Linked DNA regions of Sus scrofa: region 1 is linked to region 2. Evidence: chromatin contacts called from public Hi-C data. All regions are on one chromosome and are shown on one strand. The core of a region is the stretch at or near the end of the contact, and the rest is flanking DNA. Distances in the headings are between cores, read along the strand shown. Region 1 has its middle 510 kb from the start of RFPL4B. Region 2 has its middle 9.9 kb from the start of RFPL4B.

The links. A called contact is a pair of places that touch in the nucleus more often than the background predicts.
Region 1: a contact with region 2 is called in a Hi-C map of fetal skeletal muscle, with 2.2 times the contacts expected there. The contact joins two enhancer-like sites. A contact is called at or near these places in 2 of 47 Hi-C or Micro-C datasets (embryonic fibroblasts and fetal skeletal muscle).

What each region holds. Positions count from the first base shown.
Region 1 is chr1:78,821,117-78,826,067 of Sscrofa11.1, reverse strand. No RefSeq gene overlaps it. Among named protein-coding and RNA genes, the nearest start is that of RFPL4B, 510 kb to the right of the region's middle. Within about 2 kb of position 2,152, at least 2 of the 83 cell types and tissues checked have an H3K27ac peak or open chromatin away from gene starts, as enhancers often do. A contact at or near this core is called in fetal skeletal muscle, where this site is marked.
Region 2 is chr1:78,299,975-78,304,771 of Sscrofa11.1, reverse strand. No RefSeq gene overlaps it. Among named protein-coding and RNA genes, the nearest start is that of RFPL4B, 9.9 kb to the left of the region's middle. Within about 2 kb of position 2,216, at least 2 of the 83 cell types and tissues checked have an H3K27ac peak or open chromatin away from gene starts, as enhancers often do. A contact at or near this core is called in fetal skeletal muscle, where this site is marked.

The sequences.
Region 1 (4,951 bases), core at 903-3,402, 520 kb before region 2:
TGTTTCTATGTTATCTTTCTCCCTCATACCTGTAAGCTTGATGCCTCCCCCCAAAATCAACCTGCATATAGTTCTTTTCAATTTCTTATCCATTTGAGACATTAGAGGGATCACCTGTCATTTTCTGGGGATTCAGTTCCTCAGAACCTTCCAGATCGTTTTCTATTTCTTCAGGTCAAAATTTTTGGAGTCAACCCTGAATTCTCTTTTGCTCTTTTATCCTGTATCCAAACCATCAGCACACCCTACAGGTTCTACTTTCAAAATATTTTCAAGATACAGAATTTTAGGATAAAACCACTTCTTTTTTCTTGGTCCAAGCCTCTAGCATCCCTCTGCTTCTATCCTTGCCTCCATATTGCATTATTTACACAGATGCCAGAGATCACTTAGAGACTTGTGTCATATTGGATCATCCTTCTGCTCAAATCTCTCTAATGAATGACTTCCCACATAGCCCTCCATGCTCTTGCCCCCAGCTCCTCACTGTCCTTCCAGTATCCTTATTTGTCTAGCCAAACTGGCTACCTGCACTTTCTCAAATAAGCCAAACATCTTTATACTTCCTAGGTTTTCTCTTGTTTTTCTCTCTGTCAGGTCATTTTTCTGGCTAATAGACATGTGGCTTGATTCTCCATCTTATTGTGCATCTTCCCTGATAAGTCACTTTTGCAGAGCCCATTCCTGATCACCTTATACAAAATAGCAACTCCTCACCTCAAGGGGCTTGATTCTGCCTTGTCTTGTTTTACTTTCCACCATAGCTGTTGATCATAACCTGACCTATAACATCTATATTTCTTTAATAGCATACAGTATTCCTACTAGAATATAATCTTCATGAGGGCCCAGGGTCTGCTCTGTTTACTGCTATATTGTCAGCCTAGAATAGCATCCACCACACAGCAAATATTTGTTGAATATGTGAATGGAATTTACCTTACATTTGAGGGGTCCTGGTTTTAGAATGTTGCTTGTTACTTTGGAAGTAGGGGGCCCAATAATGCAAGTCACTTTCATAACAATACTTAAAATATATCTAGTATGTTTAAGGAGTTCTCTTGTGGATCAGTGGGTTAAGGATCCAACATTGTCACCTCTGTGGCTCTGGTTACAGCCGTGGTGCAGTTTTGATCCCTGGCCCAGGAACTTCTGCATGCTGTGGGCACTGCCCAAAGAATAAAATAAAATAAGGTAAAAAATATATATTTAGTATATTATAGTAATTCATGTGATAAATTGACATGTGCTAAGGACTGAATTTATCATAAAGTTATGAAATTCAAATGAACAAATAGGTATCTAAAAAAAAGTAGACAAATTAATTTTTTGACAATGTATGTCTATTCATAGCACTTGTCTTTGTCTGGTCCAGTATCTCACCATCAACATTCCATACCTGGGCTCTATACTATTTTATAACATAGAGAACGTTCTGAAGTGGGATAATCCTGTTTTGGCTTCATTTTTTCCCCTCTTAATTGTCTCTATTTTGAGGCTTTTCTCCATTCTCCCCTTATGTCTCTGTTAGAAGACTATGATAGTTTTTAATGCTATGATCGCAAGAGCAACATTTGCTTTTTCCCAAATTGGGTCAAAATCAATTTGTTGCTTTGTGTAACATTTTATGTTTTCCCCTAAGAAACATTTAACAAAATCTGCCAGGCAGAACAATAAGAGAAAAGTAAAAATCTCAACAACAACAAAAATTATGGCTATATTCACAAATTGAAAACTTATTAAACACTTGCCCACCAAATTGGTCTCTAATGCTAATCTGAATACTATCCAATTTCACTTAGAAAATGAATCTAAGATCAAATGGGTCTTAAAAAAAATACACATAAAAGATGACTTAAACCAGATACTGGTAAATATACAAAGAAAGGAAAAGACGGACTAATTTAGGGAAAATTTTTTTTTTCCCTTTTTTGGTGGTTTATTATGACCAGGGCAGAACTCACCTATTTACAGTTTTCAGGGAAAGAAAATATTTTTTCTGACAAGAGCTGAAGAGAGACCCTGACAGAGCTTTCCTGCTTCCCATCTCCCATGTCATCAGGGTTTTCTGGGAGAGGAATCTGAGGTGGTTTTCCAGCTAAGTGGTTACAGCTGTTTCCACGGCATCAGTCAGATGGAGTTTCTGCTCATGTTGACTTTGGCTGAAACCTTCACTGTGAGCCCAGCAGCATAAGAACATTTGCTCTGAGGCCTGGGGCTCTGGACAAACATTCCTGTTTCTGAGTTCTTAACATTAACATTTGATGAATTCTTCTCTTAATTTCTCCTGGAGAAAAGTCAAAGGCACTGGAGAGTCCCCTTTGCCCTATGACAGCCATGGTATTTCCCCCCCACAGAAATCCTTTCCTTCTCTCTCTCTCTCTCTCTCTATATATATATATATATATATATTTGATATATATATAGCTGAAAACCTGAAAAACAAATAATGTGCATGAACTCTGCCAATCTATTGAAAAAAAAACACATTCCTTTAAATATGTTCCAACACATTTTTGCAGTTTTCTGAAACATCAGGCTCCTTTGAAGACTTTTAAAATAAAAGAAAGAAATAGGTTTCAAAGTAAACTCTGAAATGTTGATGTCAAAAGGCACTATGAGAAAATTTGAAATGTAGTTACAGAGTTAATTGGGGGGTCAGTTGTCACAATTGCATGGAGGTAGGATAGAACTTGTTATTTTGATAATCTTTTAAAAATAGTGTAATGTTTGCTTTTGGTTAAAATAGTTTTATATGGATTCTTACATTAGCCATGAAAGTCAAAATTAAGGATCGATTCTTCAACATCTGAAGGATTGAATACAAAATGTTATAAAAAAATAATCCATTTTTGTTATTTGGCCAGCGTCAAATGGGTGCAAACAGGTAATGGATGAAATCTGCTTGCATTTGGGATATCAGTAGAGGAATCCAGCTTTGGTTTCTACTCAAGGATTCCAGTTGTAAATAAGAGAGCACATCCTTGATAAAAGTTATAAAGATGATAAACTGGATACCAAAAGGGACTTTAGCATCTTTTGCCTGGCAAGTTCTGAAAGCATAATTTTAGGAATTATTTTACTGGAGTTCCTGTTGTGGTTCAGTGGTTAACGAATCCGACTAAGAACCATGAGGTTTCGGGTTTGATCTCTGGCCTTGCTCAGTGGGTTAAGGATCCGCCATTGCCATGAGCTGTGGTGTAGGTTGTTGACGCAGCTCGGATCCCACGTTGCTGTAGCTCTGGTATAGGCTGGCAGCCACAGCTCTGATTAGACCCCTACCCTGGGAACCTCCATATGCCATGGGAGCGGTGATAGAAAAGGCAAAAAGACAAAAAAAAAATTATTTTGCTAATTCTGTCAATGTAGTTCAAGTTAGGTGTTAAAGTGATATTAAATAACATTTCAAATTTTTATCAAGCCCACTACTGTAAAGTATGTATAAAGGTACACTAAGACACAAAATAGCTGCATGAATTTATTATACACACATAAATAAATTTAATATATCACTACAGTATTGTATATGTTCCTGTATGTGCTACTTAGAAAATAAAACCTATCAGAGCATAGCCTTTGATTCTTATACTGACACATTAGGTAAAGCTCATAATAAATAACCTGTAATCCCAGGCTATATTACCTATATTATTTGCCATATTATTCTAAGGGTAAACAAATAAAATGCACATCATTAACACGGTTGTAGATATATATACCACCACCTATTTCAGGACAATTTAAAACCCTGTGAGATATAAGTAATCTTCACTTTTGACACTTTAGGGTGATGACTAAGAGTGTGATCTTGAGAGATAAGTTGCCAGGGTTTAAATCCCATTCAGTCCCTTCCTAGCTGTTTGGCTTTAGGCCAATTATTTATCTTTTATGCCTCAGTTTTCTCAATGGTAAAGTGAGAGTAATAAAAGCATTTAATTCATACACTTCATAATGTTACTGAGTCCAAGCTCCTACTGCTTGCCAGATGATAGGCCAATAAATGGAGAGACAAGGTGTTGGGACAAGGAATAACGACTTTATTCAGAAACCCAACTGACTGGTGGACTAGTGTCCCAAAGAACCATCTTACTCAATTTAGAATTGAGGCTTCTTTTATACTAAAAAGGGAGGGGGTGTGGCTTATTATTGCAAACTGCTTGGTGCAGGAATCCTTCGTTCTCGCAGCTGTCCATGCAAGGCTGGTCACAATGCTCCTATAAAACTCAACAAGAGAGTTGTTATTTTCTTTTCAGTAACTTTTTATTATACCATTAATGGTCAAGCCTGGGAGGCAAACCTTGAGAATGGGCTATTGTGCCTATTTCAGGCTATAGGCAACATTCTTTACAAAAGGTATAGAGCCAGCTTGACTACGCACAGGCAACAGAGCACAAAAGTTAGAGATGCAATATAGAGTCAAATTCAGTCTGCTCTGCTACAATAAGGATTAAACATATATTCCATTTTAAAGGGCTTTTAATCCACTCTCGATTAAAAAAAATTATTATTTTTGCTGTTGTTTTTCTATTTAATGCAACTCACCTCCTAATGAGAAAATAGTCTATGTAACATTGTGCCTGTGGTCATCGAATATAAACTTGAATATTTAAATGATGGTGCTTTCTGGAAGAGCCCAGGGTTTTCTTGGTTAGCCCTAAAGGCTAAGAATCTCATTTTATAGTTTAGGCAAAATATGCCTTCCTGAATTTTCTAGGTGCTTAGATCAATTCAAATCATTTCTACACTTTCTTAATTACAATATTTAAACACTCAAAGCCTTCTTTAATCCCACTCATAACCCCTGTTGGTAATTACTTCTATCTAGGCCAAATATGCTGCATGTACTCAGATATTTATTCTATTGTATGATTTCATTAGTCTCTTCCCATTTTAGTGAGAGGTTTGAAAACTCTTAGTTTTTCAGTCTCTAGGCTTAGCAGGTATATTATAT
Region 2 (4,797 bases), core at 967-3,466:
CATTAGCTCTTCGGGGTTTTTTAATAGTTCTATTAGTGAGTTCCTTAGCATGGTATCATTGCAAGATAAGAAACGGCAATGACTAATTAGCAGAATCTGTACAGCCCTGTGTATGTAGCGTGGGATGGCTTATGCAGTCAAATGTTCCAATTAACTATCATCTAAATGCAACAGGCTTTCTTAGCAGCATGCTGAGCATTGTCATGAGGTAAATCTAAATAAACAAACCAAAATAAGAAGAGCCAGCAACATCCCAAGGCTTGCACACAAACATCCATTGTCTATATTTGAGATTCACACACTGTTAAATACTTAGGCGATCTCAAACAGGAATAATACAGGCGATGCCCTATATGTTACAGCCCAATTAAGAGAGGTAATATAAATATATGAGAAGGTAAATACTGTTGCAAAATAGACAAGACAGCCTGTGGTATGTAATGATGCATCTTTTTAACCACATCTATGTATAGATAGATAACAGAGGACAACATATTTTGGTCTGTTTTTAGACAGCTTCTTTTCAGAACCCTCATACCATTTAATTGCTCATTTCTTAGAATAGTACCAAAGACCTTTGCAAGCAATGTCAACTATTCTATCCTACATGAATGGAATGGAAATAACTGGTATAGTTTTATTTCCTAACCAAGCTCTCCCCTGTCCTAAAATAATTCCAATTATCCATGACTGTTCACAGGAAGTGTCCAACAAGTATTAAGAATTGATAGCTTGTAATGAATTTCTTTCTTTCTTTAGCTTTTTAGGGCCACACCTGCAGCATATGAAAGCTCCCAAGCTACGGGTCAAATTGAAGCTGTAGTTGCCAGCCTATACCACAGCCACAGCAACACCAAATCTAAGCCTCATCTGCAATCTACACCACAGCTCACAGCAATGCTGGATCTTTAACCCACTAAGCAAGGCCAGGGATCGAACCCTCATCCTCATGGATTCTAGTGATCCTAGTCGGATTCATTACCACTGAGCCACTACGGGAACTCCTATAATGAATTTCTTTACTGATTCATGTTCTCCTACCACAAACAATGTATTAATATGCCCCTGTATCCCATGCCTCTGCTATAGATGCCAATTAGGCATCTGAGCATCTCTACAGATGTGAGGTAGCTTCAGTTCTGATTCTCAAGGTCTGGGCTGCAAATTTGGACATGGAAGGGGTTAACCTGCACATGTAAATGGTAACTGGAAGATAGGGAAGTGATTGGGATTGCCCATGAAAGGTGTGCAAAATAAAAAGGAAGGCCTAGGACAGAACCCTGAAAAGCAACAGCATTTAAGGAAAAAGGAAAAGCAACCCGCAAAAGAGACTATGCTAAAGACTCTGAGGAAAGAGATCCCTGCAATCAACAACACAATTCTGGAATCCAATGGCTTCCAGTCCAACAGAAGCAACTCTAAGAATGCCTTGCAGTTCAGCCGAACTTGGGCTAGAAGAAAAGAGTCAGGTCAGGAAGAGCCAAAGCAGGAGTTCCAGGGGACCGTGTAATTGGATACAGGTCTAAACTCTAAATGGACAAAGAGGTCTGCAAAAGTAAATATGAGGTAGCGTATTAGTCCGAGTGAGAAAGGCCAGGCAGGCCACACACGCTGCAAAATGGAGGTCAGAGCAAAGCTTCCAATTCAAGGGCAAAAACCCAGACAGGAGGGCAGTTTGAGAGTGCAAGCGTGCATATGTGTCTACTTAAATTATTAAGTCTCGGTGTAATTGTTATACACAGTGTATGCATAACATCTCTCCTTTCCTTTAAGAGTGTCTATTCTAGGGAAATTCTCTTTTTTAAAAATATCTGTTACTTGTTTTGGCCAAGATCTCCTTTGCTAGCATTTAAGAATAAGCAGCAAATTAGAAATGATTTCTTTGCTTATTAATGAAGTAGTCACAGTTTTAAAATCTTCAATAAAACTTTTCCAGATGCCTATCTCTTCTGTAATAAAAATTTTAACATATCTTACATAATTTTTAGGGCTATTGGAAAATAATTAGCAAGTTTTAGGGGAGATACTACGCAAAAACATTAAAATGCTTTAAAATAACCCAAGAACAGTCGCCTGATTAACATGGCCTTGAGATGAACAAATTAGTCCACCCATGTTGTTGAAAAGTCAAATCACTAAAGTATATCCAGCTGGCGCTAATGAAATGTCCAGAGGACTTAACTGTAGTTTCCCAGAGTGATCTTGGGTTAGGGATTAATAAAAAATGAAGTGCAGGGAGGTCAGCACATCATATAACCAAAAGATTATTCCATGCATTGAAGAGTTTTCAAGTACAGATTTTTTTTTTTTTCAGGCTTAAAGACACTTAAGATTCTTTTGGTGTCAAAACAGTTCAAATCACTGATTTGGCAAAACTAAGTTTATGTAGAGAAATCATTTCCTAGGAGGATAACCTCTTCCTCTGGGCTGGAAAAAAACAACACTCCTGTCCAGAGATTACATTATCTCCCAGTCCGTTGCCCCTGCAAGGCTGAGGCAGAATCTGTGTAGCACAGCGCCATCTACCGCGTCTCTGAGGGAACTGGAGCCCCAGCCCGCAATATTTTTCATTCTAACCTTGATGGCAATCAGGAAACCAATCAATGAGTGTCACTTCCCTTCCACTTGTGGGAGGTTTTATGAATATTACAAAAAGATATAAATGAGAGATGTGAACTTATGCAGTTAGAGCCATCGAGATCAATAGGATGATTCTTTTAGGAACGGTGCAGTAAAATTAGACAAGAAATTGTCTCACTGAGGGAAATCAGTGAATAAAATTCGTGATCCCTTTTCTTGATAGAGAACAGGCAAAAAGCCAATCCGTTTTGGATTTTTAAAAAAATCCAGTCCCAAATACTATAAAATTGGGTTGCAATGATCATTGTATAGCTATACATGTAATAAAATTCATTGAGTAATAAAAAAAAAAATCCAAACCCAAAGCTCACAACTCTAAAATGACTGAATTAGGTATATGTAGAGGAAAGGAAAATTTTCATGTAGATCTGTTTTATTTGCCTTCTAGGATTATCAGTTCAAAGGTCAGCAGTTTCTATTTGATCCATCCTCTTCCATTTTTTCATCTTGGTACCTAACTTCAGGTCCTTTCTCTGCAAGAATGAGGCCAAAGGAAAGGAGACAATGCATACCACAGAAATGTCACATATGGGTTTAGTTAACTGAGATTGTTAGCATTCTGATAGGTGAGTGGGGAAAGAGATTTTGAAATCCAAATAGAATTTCATTATGGATTTAATTACCAAATCACCAATACTATAATAACTGAATACTGGGTGAATATCAATTTAATAGTTAATTAGACTCTGTGCCTAGTACATGGTTGGCACACACTTGTTCCTAGTACTAGTGACCCCTAGTAAGATCAGCTTTGCTAGGAGTCTGCCGACTGCTGAGAAACTCTGCGCATTAGCAGAGAGCTTGAAATGCCACGATGCCAAATACCCTTTCTCCTAACATGATAGGCACGGTCCATAAAGATTCCTCCAGGGAGAATAACAGTATAAGATGACTCCTTGTGTAGGTGAGTAAGAATTCAGTCTCTGAGAAACAAGTGTCTGAAAAGAAATAGGAATCACAGCAGCACAGTGTGGAAACAAGCCAGGGCACTGAGAAACAGGAACTCCCACTGTGTGATTTTCTGAGTTGGGTATTTCCCTCTTATTCTTTAGTCCAAAAGGGCTCTAGTATGACTTTTTTCTTTTTTCTTTTTTTTTTTTTTTTGGGGCTGCACTTACAGCACATGGAAGTTCCCAGGCTAGGGGTTGAATCAGAGCTATAGCTGTCAGCCTAGCCATAGCCACAGCAGCCTCAGACCCCAAGCCGTGTCTGTGACCTACACCACAGCTCAAGGCAACACCAGATCCTTAACACTAAGGGATGGAACTGACATCCTCTTGGATACTAGTTGGGTTCCTTACCGCTGAGCCACAATAAGAATTCCTGCCTCTTGGGTCTTAATTCTCACCATTTTCTTCATTTATTCTCCATACAAGGCCCTTCCTTCAATTCCGTTATTTGCTAAGACCCTCCCCAGTGCCAGAGCATGCACTGATGGAAGGTTTTTTTGGCCTGAAAGGCTCCTCCCTCCCTTCATCCCATGTTTATTTCTCCCTGTCCTATAAACATGATTTCTCCTGCAAAGCATCCCCTCAGCCCAGACCTAAGTCTTAGGCCTTTGATAAACTCTCATCAAACCTCATTCTTGTCCCTTGGAGCACTTATCCTAGTATATTATTGTTCTATCTTTACTACTATCAAATGATCAAATTATTGAAGGTGATTATTCATGTATAATCCTCACAGACTATGATTTCCAGGAGGACAAGAGAATTTTCTGCTCACATTTATATTCTGAACAGTTCACCAGCATCAGCTTCATAGATGTGTGATCTATGTACCTGCGTGGAAGGCTTACAGGGTCTCTGTGCCTGGTTTAATGCTCTACTGTTGCCATCTTAAAATTCTTAGTGTTTGAACAAAGGGCTCCACATGTTTATTTTGAACTGGGACCTGCAAACTACATAGCCCATCCTGCAGCTACCATAGTGCTTTACACACTGAAAATTCTCAATAAATAAATCTTTAATGAATAATGACATACAGAAGAATTAATTAACACATGACTAGGTAGCCAAGATTGCAAAAATACAGAGTCCTGAATTTCCTGTGCAGTGGGAAGGACCTCCAAAGGAAATGTCTCTAGTTAACTTATATCTGAGATTCTTGTAATGTGGTTAGAACATTTTACTAACAATTAGAGGAAAGCTAAAATTT